Linked DNA regions of Mus musculus: all the other regions are linked to region 1. The links are chromatin contacts, called in public Hi-C maps. All regions are on one chromosome and are shown on one strand. Each heading gives the region's core, a stretch centred on a gene start, on an enhancer-like site or on the middle of the called end of the contact. The rest is flanking DNA. Distances are from core to core; before and after follow the strand shown. Region 1 has its middle 77 kb from the start of Mir21c. Region 2 has its middle 33 kb from the start of Gm32590. Region 3 has its middle 50 kb from the start of Gm32590.

Region 1 (3,456 bases), core at 615-3,114:
TCCTATCTTCGCTTGTTGTGACTTTGTAGAGAGAACCAAAGAACTTCTGGTGATGTTCTAGCTGCTTCTTAGTGCTTCAGCAGACTTGTGCTGATCACATCAGCAGAGCCTTGCGGTATCTTCTAGATTGAACTGCTGCTGCTGCTGCTGCTGCTGCTGCTGCTGCTGCTGTTGCTGACTCCTGTTTGGTGTTTTGCTAGTGGATTGGATTGCTGACAGTGAAGATTGAGACCACCCCAAAGAACTACTTCTAAACAGGTCCACATCCCCCTAACCCTGTTAGCTATCTTCCTCCCCTACCTTTGGTTGGTGGGCTATAAAGGAGGTTGAAGCATGTAAGAACCCTTAAAAAAGTAGGTTTTGAAAAATATAAGCCTATACCTTCTCTCTTCTGCCTTCTCTGACTCTAACTCAGAGAATTGTGGTAAGAAAAGAAAGGCCATTCATGGGACATCATTTCAACCTTGTTCAAATTTCTTGGCCTGCTTCCATGAGCATGCCTAGAGAGCCATTTTCTTTATGTATTTTTTTTTATTGTATTTACCTCCCATAATCCTCTCTTGTCCCCTTTGTTGATCTGTTTTCTTCTCCTTTCTGCTTTCATATCTGTGTATATGACTCAGTGACCTAGACTTACTAAATGGAGCAATGGCTATATCACTGAACAAAATGCCTCTTCTTCCCTCAGCAGCCATTACTCGAATAGAGAGACTCAGAAAGTGCCACCTTCTTCTACGTTTACCTTCTTTATATCTCCTCTTTCCTAGTGTTACCTAAGCCTTGGAGAGAGTGATAGAGGTGGCCCACTAAGCACTCAGCAGTTATCTCATTTCCAGCATGGTGACCAGAAAGCAGCTAAGTCTCATTCAAACATTCAGATTAAGCAATAGCAAGTAGGCCTCTGTTAGTAACTTCATTAGCAAGAGAATTCACTAGGCAAGGTATTTAGTTTGGATCCAAAATGGACTGTCTTAAAGGCAGAAGCTCACTCCAGTCTGGGAAACAAGGGCCATGGGCTATTCTTCAGACACATCCAGAGAACAGGGAGTATTTTGTTATTTTAACTAGAATGCAACCTCTGGAGGTCCTTCTGGTAGACATCAATCTTTTACAGTTTACAGCCCATAATGATATATGGGGGGATGTGAGAATACAGTGTGTCAGAGAGTCCCTTGTACCAAATAGGAAGACAGACCGAACTTTAATCTTTAGAGCAAGAAAAATGCATCCTTTTTGCTGTGGAATTAAAAGGGGATGAGCAAATTGTAAGTGATTTTTTAAAGCATACAATAAGACTTCCAGCCCAATTCATGGGGGGGGGGTAATTGGTACTTCACATCAGTATTTTTCATGAACTATTTGAAAAACAGAGAAAAATGTGTTATTTCTCTGGAGCCACATCCCACTGTTCTTCAAAGCATATTGCTGAGGAATAAATAATCATTCCCCACTGGTGATTGGCACATTGAGCAACTTTGTGTTGGGCAAAATGTATCAGAAAGCCAACAGTTGATTTTGGACCTAATATATCCAGAGTCCTTGGAGTGAAGAAAAATTTTAAAAGATGCCACACCCTCTAGAGGAGGGTCACACTCAAAAGTGTCTGTTGACTCTGGGGGACAGGAGTAGGGTCCTGTGTAGATAAAAACCCTGACTGTGCCCACAGGGACATTGTATTTCTTGACTGCATTTGGAACTTCACTTCCTTAGTTCCAATACAGTGAAACACATCTGTGACATTTACCCTTAAATTAGATGAAAAATGATCTCAGGACAAACTAATTTGTTGGAAAATGCTGTGTGTTCCTGGTGTTTCTCATCTTCGTGGGAAAAGTTGGAAACCTAAGTAAAACGATTCCCATCCCCTGTGGGGGAGAAGGGGGACAGAGCAGAGCCTGCCAAGGTAATGTGTTGTAGATTGCGTATGGAAGGGAGGTTAACTATCTCAGAGACAAATATTTTGTTATTTCTTGGCAGAAGGTTGAGGAGTGGGCGTTTGAAGTTAATGCCCTGAGTCCTGCTTCTAAATGTTTCCATGTCCTTCTGGCAGCCATGTGATATTAAAATCTTCAGTAAATTAAGTAAATGAGTAAAACATGTTCCATAATGAGATGGGGACAGGCTTCATGAATTATTCCTTCCACCCATGAAAATATCACCAGGTAACCTGCAGAACACATCTTGGTCTCTTGTGTTTCTTCTTTAGAACTAAAAAAATCCAAAGACTACATCAGGGCATAAGGATAGCCAGTGACTTATTCATCATGTTCATGTTCTTTCAGAAAATACCCTATTTCAGTATCTATCTCTATGGGGGCGCAGACTTATAGTTCTGGAACACCAGAGCTTTCTCTTCCTGTGAATCAACTCTCCTGTAGCTGCAACTTCCTCATCTGTGAACTATCCCGAGCTGGCAGGTGGTGGAGGTGCCCATGTTACTAGCTCATGGGATTTACTGCCTCCACATTCCTGTTTCTCCTCCCTGCCAACCTACAGATCAGATCTCTGAAGATCTGATGTAGATCTATAGATAAAGATCTCAGTGAAGCTAAGAAGCAGGCATGTTTGGCTGCTGTGCACTTTGAAGCTATTTTTATGCTTTCTAGCTTTCTCAGGAAGTTGCCCAGGGGCTCAGACTCAACTTAAGTGCAGCTAGGATCTGGGAACCTGCTTACAAAGCTCTCAGTTGCTGAGTGCCCACATTCTTGTCTTGCTTCAGATTTGCATTGTCATGCTTACCCAGAAGTTTGAAAAGCATCCCAAATTGTGAGCCTTCTAGATGGCAAAACCAACATCTTCATTGCATCAGTTCCTGTGGTCATGGCTCTCAATACAGAGATGGGCCTGCCTAGCTGTTCTTCCTGCGGCTCAGTTAGCATCCAACTTCCTGACCCAAGCCAAAGCATGAGCACGACCTTCTAGAAACTGATACTCAACCTAACAGCCAACTATATGCCAGTTATATGACCTATGATCTTGCTCTCTTCTCCCTATACTATCTTCCTACTTCATCATAGTTGAGGGGCCTTGTCTAGACTGATCCAGTAAAAATCATCCTCATGGTATCAAGGAATTTGCATGTGTATACTCAAAGGAAGAGAGAGATTGGGGGCAAGGATGTGGCTTCAGTCCCTGAAGTCTTGAGGTCCAGCACTGCATAAATTTGGTGTGCTGAATCTTAGAGTCAGCCTTGGCTATATAGCAAATTCAAAGCCAGCTTGGGCTACATGAGATCTTGTCTGATAGACAATACATAGTGATCATGTGTTACCCTACTCTAAGTTACTCTACATTGTATAAAACAGTGGTCTACTTTTAATGATGGTTCTTTAGTTGTGTTGGGATAGCAGCAGGTGGCACAACCTAGCAGGAACAGCCAGGTAGGAGGGATTTGGACTAGCAGGAACATCAGGAGCAGTTCTCAGCTGTGCCTCTTGATGAAGTGAAGTGCTGCAC
Region 2 (3,456 bases), core at 491-2,990, 360 kb before region 1:
CCCATGCAGTTTTTCCCCACATAAATGCTTGCTTTCCCTTCCTCAGCACCTTTACTGACTACTTTGGAGACCTCTTTACTGCATGTTCTTCCTGAATCCCAGGGGCTGAAGCTGGTAAGTGTTATGTTACTGGATCTAAAATGTCTCCCATGGGCTCTTATGTTTTAAAATTTGGTCTCCTGCTGGTGGAGCTGTTTTGCAAGGTTATGAGAGCTCTGGGACACGGGAACTTGGCTAGAGGAAATAGGTCACTGGGGGTAGCCCCAGCTTCTGGCCTAGCTCTGTCTGTCTTCTTTCTCTGCCCCGTCTGGGAGCTCTACCCCATCTCTCTGTGGCCATGTTGTTTCTGGATCAAGCCTTCTCCATCATGAGAAACTGAATTGTGTGAAGTTAGAAGGTATTTTGTCATAGGGATGAGAAAGTAACTAATACAATGAATGATATAGAACATAGGGAAAGACCTCTTTGCTTGTTGTGTCCATGAGGACACCATGTGGCATAAATCCAAAACCACATCAACAGGTCTGGTTTCTCTTCTCAGTGGTTCCTGGTGACTAAAATAATCAGTTATGGCTATGGGCTTGGTCTGCCTTCCTATAAATGATATCTTTAGACCTGTGCCTTATACTATGGCCTCAGTTGGAAATGAAGACATCATAAAGTTACAATGAGGTCATAAGGTCACAATGAAGGTCATATATTGTGATGAAGTCATTATTACAATGGCATGAAATCACAATGAGGTCACAAAGTCACAATGAGATCATGAGTTACACTGTGGTCTGAAACTCATGATATGGTTATGATCAGAATGAGGTCATGAATTATAATGAGGTCATGAATTATGGTGATAAATTATGGTGAGGTCATAATTATAATGAGGTCATAATTATGATGATGTCATAAACTATATTATAAATTATTGTGCCATATAGGGTTAGGGTGATCTTAAGTCCAGGGACAGATGTTATAAGAAGGGAAGAACACACACATGTACACACTTACACATATGTGCAAGCAATATCTGAGGAGTATGACTCAGTGCTGGCTCTTACTGTTTCAGCCTAATATGGGCCATCGACATAAAGAAAGTGAATGCATAAATGAACAAATAAACACGTGGGTAATTAAGTGATGCCAGGGAAGACAGAGCTCAGGGTCAGGTAAGTATGGGAATTGAGAACAAAAGACCAAAAAGTGAGCCATGCAAAGCTCTATGAAGAGTCTACCAGGCAAAGAGACTATCGAGTAAAACCCTTGGGTTGGGAAGAACTTGATATAAGCAATGGTCAGAAAGAAACTGACCACTGGAATGGAAGGGGAGGTTTCAGAGACTTGGACCCCAAAACTCAGATTATGGAGATCTTGCCAGTTATAATGAATTTGACATTTAAAAATTCTAATGGGAAGCCTTTAACAAGTGGGTTTTGTGAATGTGTGAATCTGAGTCTATCTGCCAGGGCAGAAGCAATTGTTGGCATATTTTCCTTATAGACTCCAAGCTTAAAGATAAAGGTGAGGATCCCAAACATAATTGCAGATCTAGAAGATGATTAGCAGGCTGCTGTCTCCTCACTTGCTATAACTGGAGACTTCTAAGCAGCAGGTTCCCTCCCCAGTAGACTTCTTGCTAGTAAGAGAAGACTCTGGGCCTCCCTTGCATCTGCCCTGGCCTGGAGGAGTGTCTAATATGAGCAAAAACATGATGTGCTAAGATTTCTGCTGCCAAGAACACAATGAAATCAGTAGTGGCCCTGCCCTGAGGAGCTCACAGTCTCAACATGGTGTGAGCCACAGTGTGTTGTACATAGTGAGTGAGAAGCACAGAAAGAATGTTGCCCAGAGCAAAGCAATCCTGGTTCTACATAGAAGTGATTTCAGATGACATGTTTCAACTCAACTCAGATCATCTCCAGAGAGGCTTTGCTGAGAGAAAGAAAAAAAAAAAAAAGCCAAGGGTTGTTTGGGTTGGAAAACAACCTGAAGTGCATCCCCAAGTCTTCTGATGTCTTTGTTTTGAAAATGAACAGAAGATCTCCCAGCATTTGAGTTTTGATATGCATTACATGGGCAAGCCTTCTACTGACTTACAAATTTGTCAGGCAGAGTTGGAAAGCCACCTAGTTCTCTATTATCTGATAAATCTGGAATTAGCATATCTCAGCAAAATGATTTTTTTTTTCCTCTTTAAGCTACTTCTTTTCAGGACTGTGGCAAAGTCATTTCTGGAACAAATGAGTGAAACTGAAGCCTTTTAAATTTTTTTTCAGTGTTAGGTTATAAACTGAAAGATGCAGGAAGAGATGCTAAGATCCAGTTCTTATTGCCTGTGTGCTAATGATGGATGATGAAGCTGCTAGTCCCAGTGCCCCAGCAGAGGAATCAGAGGGGAAAAATATCTAAGCAGCTAAGCCCCTCTAAGAGAAACAAAATTTAACTCAAATGGATCACATTCCAATTATCCTCAAATGCATTGGTGTTTCAAATTGCCTACTCAAGAGCATGGGCTGGCATAGTGCAGGAAGACTAGGGGAAAGAATATGAAGACTACAGGAAAAAAGAGGCAGAATAGCAGTCAGCTGAAGAAATGGGCAACTGAGCATGTACATCTCCAAATGAACCGATGGCCCTGGATCTCTACTGACAGTGTACTGGAAGGTGATTTGTCCGACCACATGAAGTATACAGGCATGGAAAGATCTGTGCCCCAAAGCACATAGTCTTCCGCAAAGCCCCTTGTTCTGCTGCAGATCTGTGCAGTAAATATGTGAGGTAGTGGCATAGGAGACTGTCACAGAGCATGTGAGAGGAGCAGACAGCAAGGTGGGTCCAGCTTGGCCCTGCCTGTCACATAGCTTCCTCAGTGTCATTCAAAGAAGAGAAGATCATTAAAGTGGGGGTTTGTGGGCTCTGCTCAAAGATAGGATGTGTAAACAAAGAATTCCCCAAAGTCCTTGAGATATTTTACATTTTCATAACAGCCACAAAGCCTCAGTCAAAGGGCAACAGGCTTGGCAGAAATGAAGATACTGTAAAGAGACATTTGTGTCTCAGTCTAACTGCCAGACTGCTGAAACAATGGTCCAAGGAAATGGGAATTTCCCTAGAAATCTCATGCTGGGAGGAGGAAAAGGCTCTAGTCAGAGAAAGGGCTTGTCTCCCAGAAAATGATATTATAGAGTTTTTAACAACTTTTCAGGCCACTTTAGAGGATGAGCCTAAAGCCCACACAATGATAGGTCAATGGTAGGGAGGACCACACATTGGCTTAGCCTACTTAGATGTGCATACTCCTGTCACTCTTTTTAAACTTTTCAAGCCATTTCAAGACTCTGAAAATGGACTTGAGAAGGTCAGTGGGTTGAATAAATCTCCTTTTTTACTACTAATTTGGCTTTTTCAAATTGCCCTAACAAGTAGTTGAACTCAGCTTCTCCAGTTAAGGATTGTGACACC
Region 3 (3,456 bases), core at 446-2,945, 350 kb before region 1:
AGAAAAGCTGGACAATGGCCATCATGGCAAGTGTGATCTTTGGGTCAGAATTCTTGGTCTATGTCTTTTGGTTCTGAGCAAGGAGCCTCAGTTACTCTCCTTTCTGATAAAAAAAAAAAGTACTAAGGATTCCTCACTTGAAGTCTAAGGGAGGTTGTCTTGTACATGACATGCAGTGAGAAAGGTTTTGCAAAGACAAATCTGAGTGTCTTCAGACTCCATAGAACTCCATAGCCCAGTCTGGGAGTGTGGCTCAGTTAGTAGACACTGGTCTAGGATATATGATGCCCCATGTCATTCTCAGAGATCCAGGACTCAAATGAGGTAGTGCATGGCTATAATCCCAGTACTGGAAGGTTGAGGCAGGATTCAAAGTTCAAGATCTGGCTATATAGCATGTTTGAGGCCAGTCAAGTAGAGATAAGATTGTATCTAATGTTAAAAAATAAAAATAATAATACATTTTTACAGAAATGAAATGAAGGAAAGAAATGTAGTGGTTTGATGTTGTGTACTAATATACACTCAAAATATTTATATATAAATACATTTTATCCTGAATAAACAGGTTAACATCTCTCAGCCGAGAAAACACATTCTTAAGTTCCACAGATTGAAAACTAATGCTTATATAATTTGAAAACAATTCTATCCACTTACTTTCAGTTTTTTATTAAAGAGACACCATTATGGTGATGAAGGTCTGTCTGGTACCATAATTCCTCAAGTGATGCCGCCATCACCTGTGTATATAAAGTATCTGTTTTACAGAAATTTCTCCAGCCAGTAGCTTTTAGTGTTGCCAAGCTTTTTATAATTTGGTTGTATCCTTTAGTGGCTATGCTGCATGAATTATGTTAAAAAATTAAATCTTAGTATAGGTGTGACATAAAAATATGTTCCTTCTGAAAGGCCAACTGAATTTTTATTCTGTGCAAATTTAACCCAAATCCTGTGGTAATAGCTTCATCTTAGGAAGTTTGTGTCTGAGATTGTGTTGATGTCAGACATGTAGATAAATGCAAATTAACTCTGTTATAATAAAATGCTCTAGTCTAGTTGAAATGATTATGTTTTCCTATCCATACTTTTAAGATACAACCGCAGATTTGATTTTATACCTAATATAATGTTTGTTATTTTAATCTGATGCTTCAGTTAATAGCGTTATGCTATGTTTACATAAGCCGGCTCCCTCTCTCTTCCAACACCGTGTTTGTAATGAATCACAGCACTGGGTTTCCAGAGAAAATTATAACCCAAGGCGATCTTCTGATATTGCCATATCCAGGTCTTTGAGAAGTAGGCAGGGCATGTATAAGTAAATAAATACATGCTGCCCAACATCCTAATAAAGATGTAAAGTGTTCTATTTAAAAATGGTTGTTTTATCTACACACTGCCAAATATACAGGCTTTTGGCTCTCTTTGAATGTGGGTGGGTGTTTGGAGACGTGTTCTCCATGGATCCTGTACTGGCTTCATATTGTTCCTTTTACTTGGGTTTAGGAAATGAAGAAGCAGGGACAGGGACTATGGGCTGCTGGTAAAAAGCCTTCTATTACAGAACTCTTGGCAATTCCCCCCTTCAGGGAAATCTGCTATCTTGCCTGCCAGGGATTTTGAAGGTTTCCCAGAGGCCCCAGGATTGTCCTTGTTCTTCCCTGCAGCTGGAGAGCAGGCATGCACTGGAGACCCCTCCCTCAGAGTGGACGCAGGCAGATGCTTCTCTTCAAACCAAATCACTTAAACAAGTGCACACACAGATGGGGCGTCTCATTTCCTTTACAACAGAGGGAGTCTGGGAGTGGGGCTCATTTGCTCTATCACTTTCCCAGCTCTTGTGAAGCTCTACGTTTATGCCCAGGTTTCCAGACTTAGAAACAAGCTCCCTTGCCTGCTATGCTATCTTGACAGCCCCCTAGGTGTTTCTTAATCCAACTGAGTGAAGTATGGAAATTAACTAGCACAGTGTAACCTTGATGAAGAGACCTATTAACTTCGTGATAACTTACCCTAGTGCAAGTCCCAAGTTATGGAAGTTGGAAATGAGATAGTTTGATTTTGAAGACAGAGGACAGATCATATACTGGCTCCATGTCAGACAATTGAATAAACAATGGGCAGTCCAAGATCCCTGGGAACTGAAGAAATGAAAAGAGACAGGAAGGGCAGAGTCCAACTTCCTTCTCTGGGAACTTGGCTTGGGCTCCATGAGCCAGCCTTGTCCTGCTAGTACTTGGCTAATCTTTGCAAGACGCTATCTCATTAGATTTCTTTGATGGAATACTGATGTGGGAAGCCTGGGCTTCTTATTCTCTGGAAAGAAAAAGACCCCAGGATTTAGAAGTATAGGAATCAGAAATTAAGAGCTTACTGGGACAGTGCTGTGTGATAGCCCTTGACATGTGACTGAAAATGTCACAGTCCTAATATTTAGGAGGGGCTTCTGAACGCTCTTGGAAGTTACATTCAAGTTTCTGGCAGCCAGTTCTGGTTATCACTGAGATCAGTATGCCTGAAGGACTGACCTTGGCTTGACCTTCTCTGAAGCTCTCAGCGAGATGGCAAGACAGCTTGATATTCTCCCATGGGGGTGCCTGCTGTTCCCAGGAAACTGCGACTGCAAAGAGCTAATCCACAGGGCTAGAGTGGGGCACAGCATTTTCTGAGATAAATTCCTGCAAGAGGTACAGGTGCATTGTGGGGAAAATGTGTGCCTGATCCTAGTTATTTTATCTTGTTGCCTATTGCATGTGGTCTGGAATGTTTGCCATAGGCTTTAGCCTATATGTTAATATGTTTTTACATTTTATGCATTGAGTTTAAATAAAATAATAAATGAGGCAAAAAAAAGTAGTTTAAATAAGATCTGGATGTCAGGACACTTCCGAATCAGAACGAAGGGATGAAGTGTCAGTCATTTTAAAGTCTAGGTGACAACATCACCAGAAGCATTAATCCTGATCGAAAGGTTTGTGCTACAAGCTGGCAAATAAAAGAATAGACTAGCTGATAAATAAACCAAAGAAATAGCAGAAGCCTGGCTCCCTTGCTGGTGAGACTACAAACCGCCTACCTGTCCCTACATTCAACAGCAATCGTATTATGATTAGAGTCCATAGGAAGAACAGTTTACATGGCCTGGCAGTAACTCATCAGAGCAGGCAACACTTCCTCTGATAACCAAACGTTATACTCACTGACCTTCCTTGGAAGATGAACCACAGGCCTGGAAGAACCCAGAACACCATTGTCCATCTTTGTGCCAGCAAGCCTGAGAACCTGTAACTACCTGGTCCATGTAGATGCCTCAGCTGTCTCCATCTGGTGCTAAAGATCCAAAGATTCTTGGAGAATGGCTCTCCAGCCTCCACTGGCAAAGGAAATGGGTTTTGATGCTAGCAAAAGATTGGAGGAACATCAACAGGACAGACATAATCTCCAGCAAGAAGT

Evidence for each region. Hi-C and Micro-C count contacts between places; a contact is called where the count stands out from the background.
Region 2: a Hi-C map of uterus shows a contact between it and region 1, with 2.3 times the contacts expected there. The contact joins two enhancer-like sites. A contact is called at or near these places in 3 of 484 Hi-C or Micro-C datasets (3T3-L1-derived adipocytes, nephron progenitors and uterus), 1 of 115 datasets of contacts at active chromatin or transcription factors (heart atrium) and 1 of 9 other capture datasets (embryonic stem cells).
Region 3: a Hi-C map of uterus shows a contact between it and region 1, with 2.0 times the contacts expected there. The contact joins two enhancer-like sites.

The regions. Positions count from the first base shown.
Region 1 is chr8:128,199,912-128,203,367 of GRCm38.p6, forward strand. No RefSeq gene overlaps it. Among named protein-coding and RNA genes, the nearest start is that of Mir21c, 77 kb to the right of the region's middle. Within about 2 kb of position 1,865, at least 49 of the 459 cell types and tissues checked have an H3K27ac peak or open chromatin away from gene starts, as enhancers often do. A contact at or near this core is called in uterus, where this site is marked.
Region 2 is chr8:127,836,796-127,840,251 of GRCm38.p6, forward strand. No RefSeq gene overlaps it. Among named protein-coding and RNA genes, the nearest start is that of Gm32590, 33 kb to the left of the region's middle. Within about 2 kb of position 1,741, at least 11 of the 459 cell types and tissues checked have an H3K27ac peak or open chromatin away from gene starts, as enhancers often do. A contact at or near this core is called in uterus, where this site is marked.
Region 3 is chr8:127,854,381-127,857,836 of GRCm38.p6, forward strand. No RefSeq gene overlaps it. Among named protein-coding and RNA genes, the nearest start is that of Gm32590, 50 kb to the left of the region's middle. Within about 2 kb of position 1,696, at least 13 of the 459 cell types and tissues checked have an H3K27ac peak or open chromatin away from gene starts, as enhancers often do. A contact at or near this core is called in uterus, where this site is marked.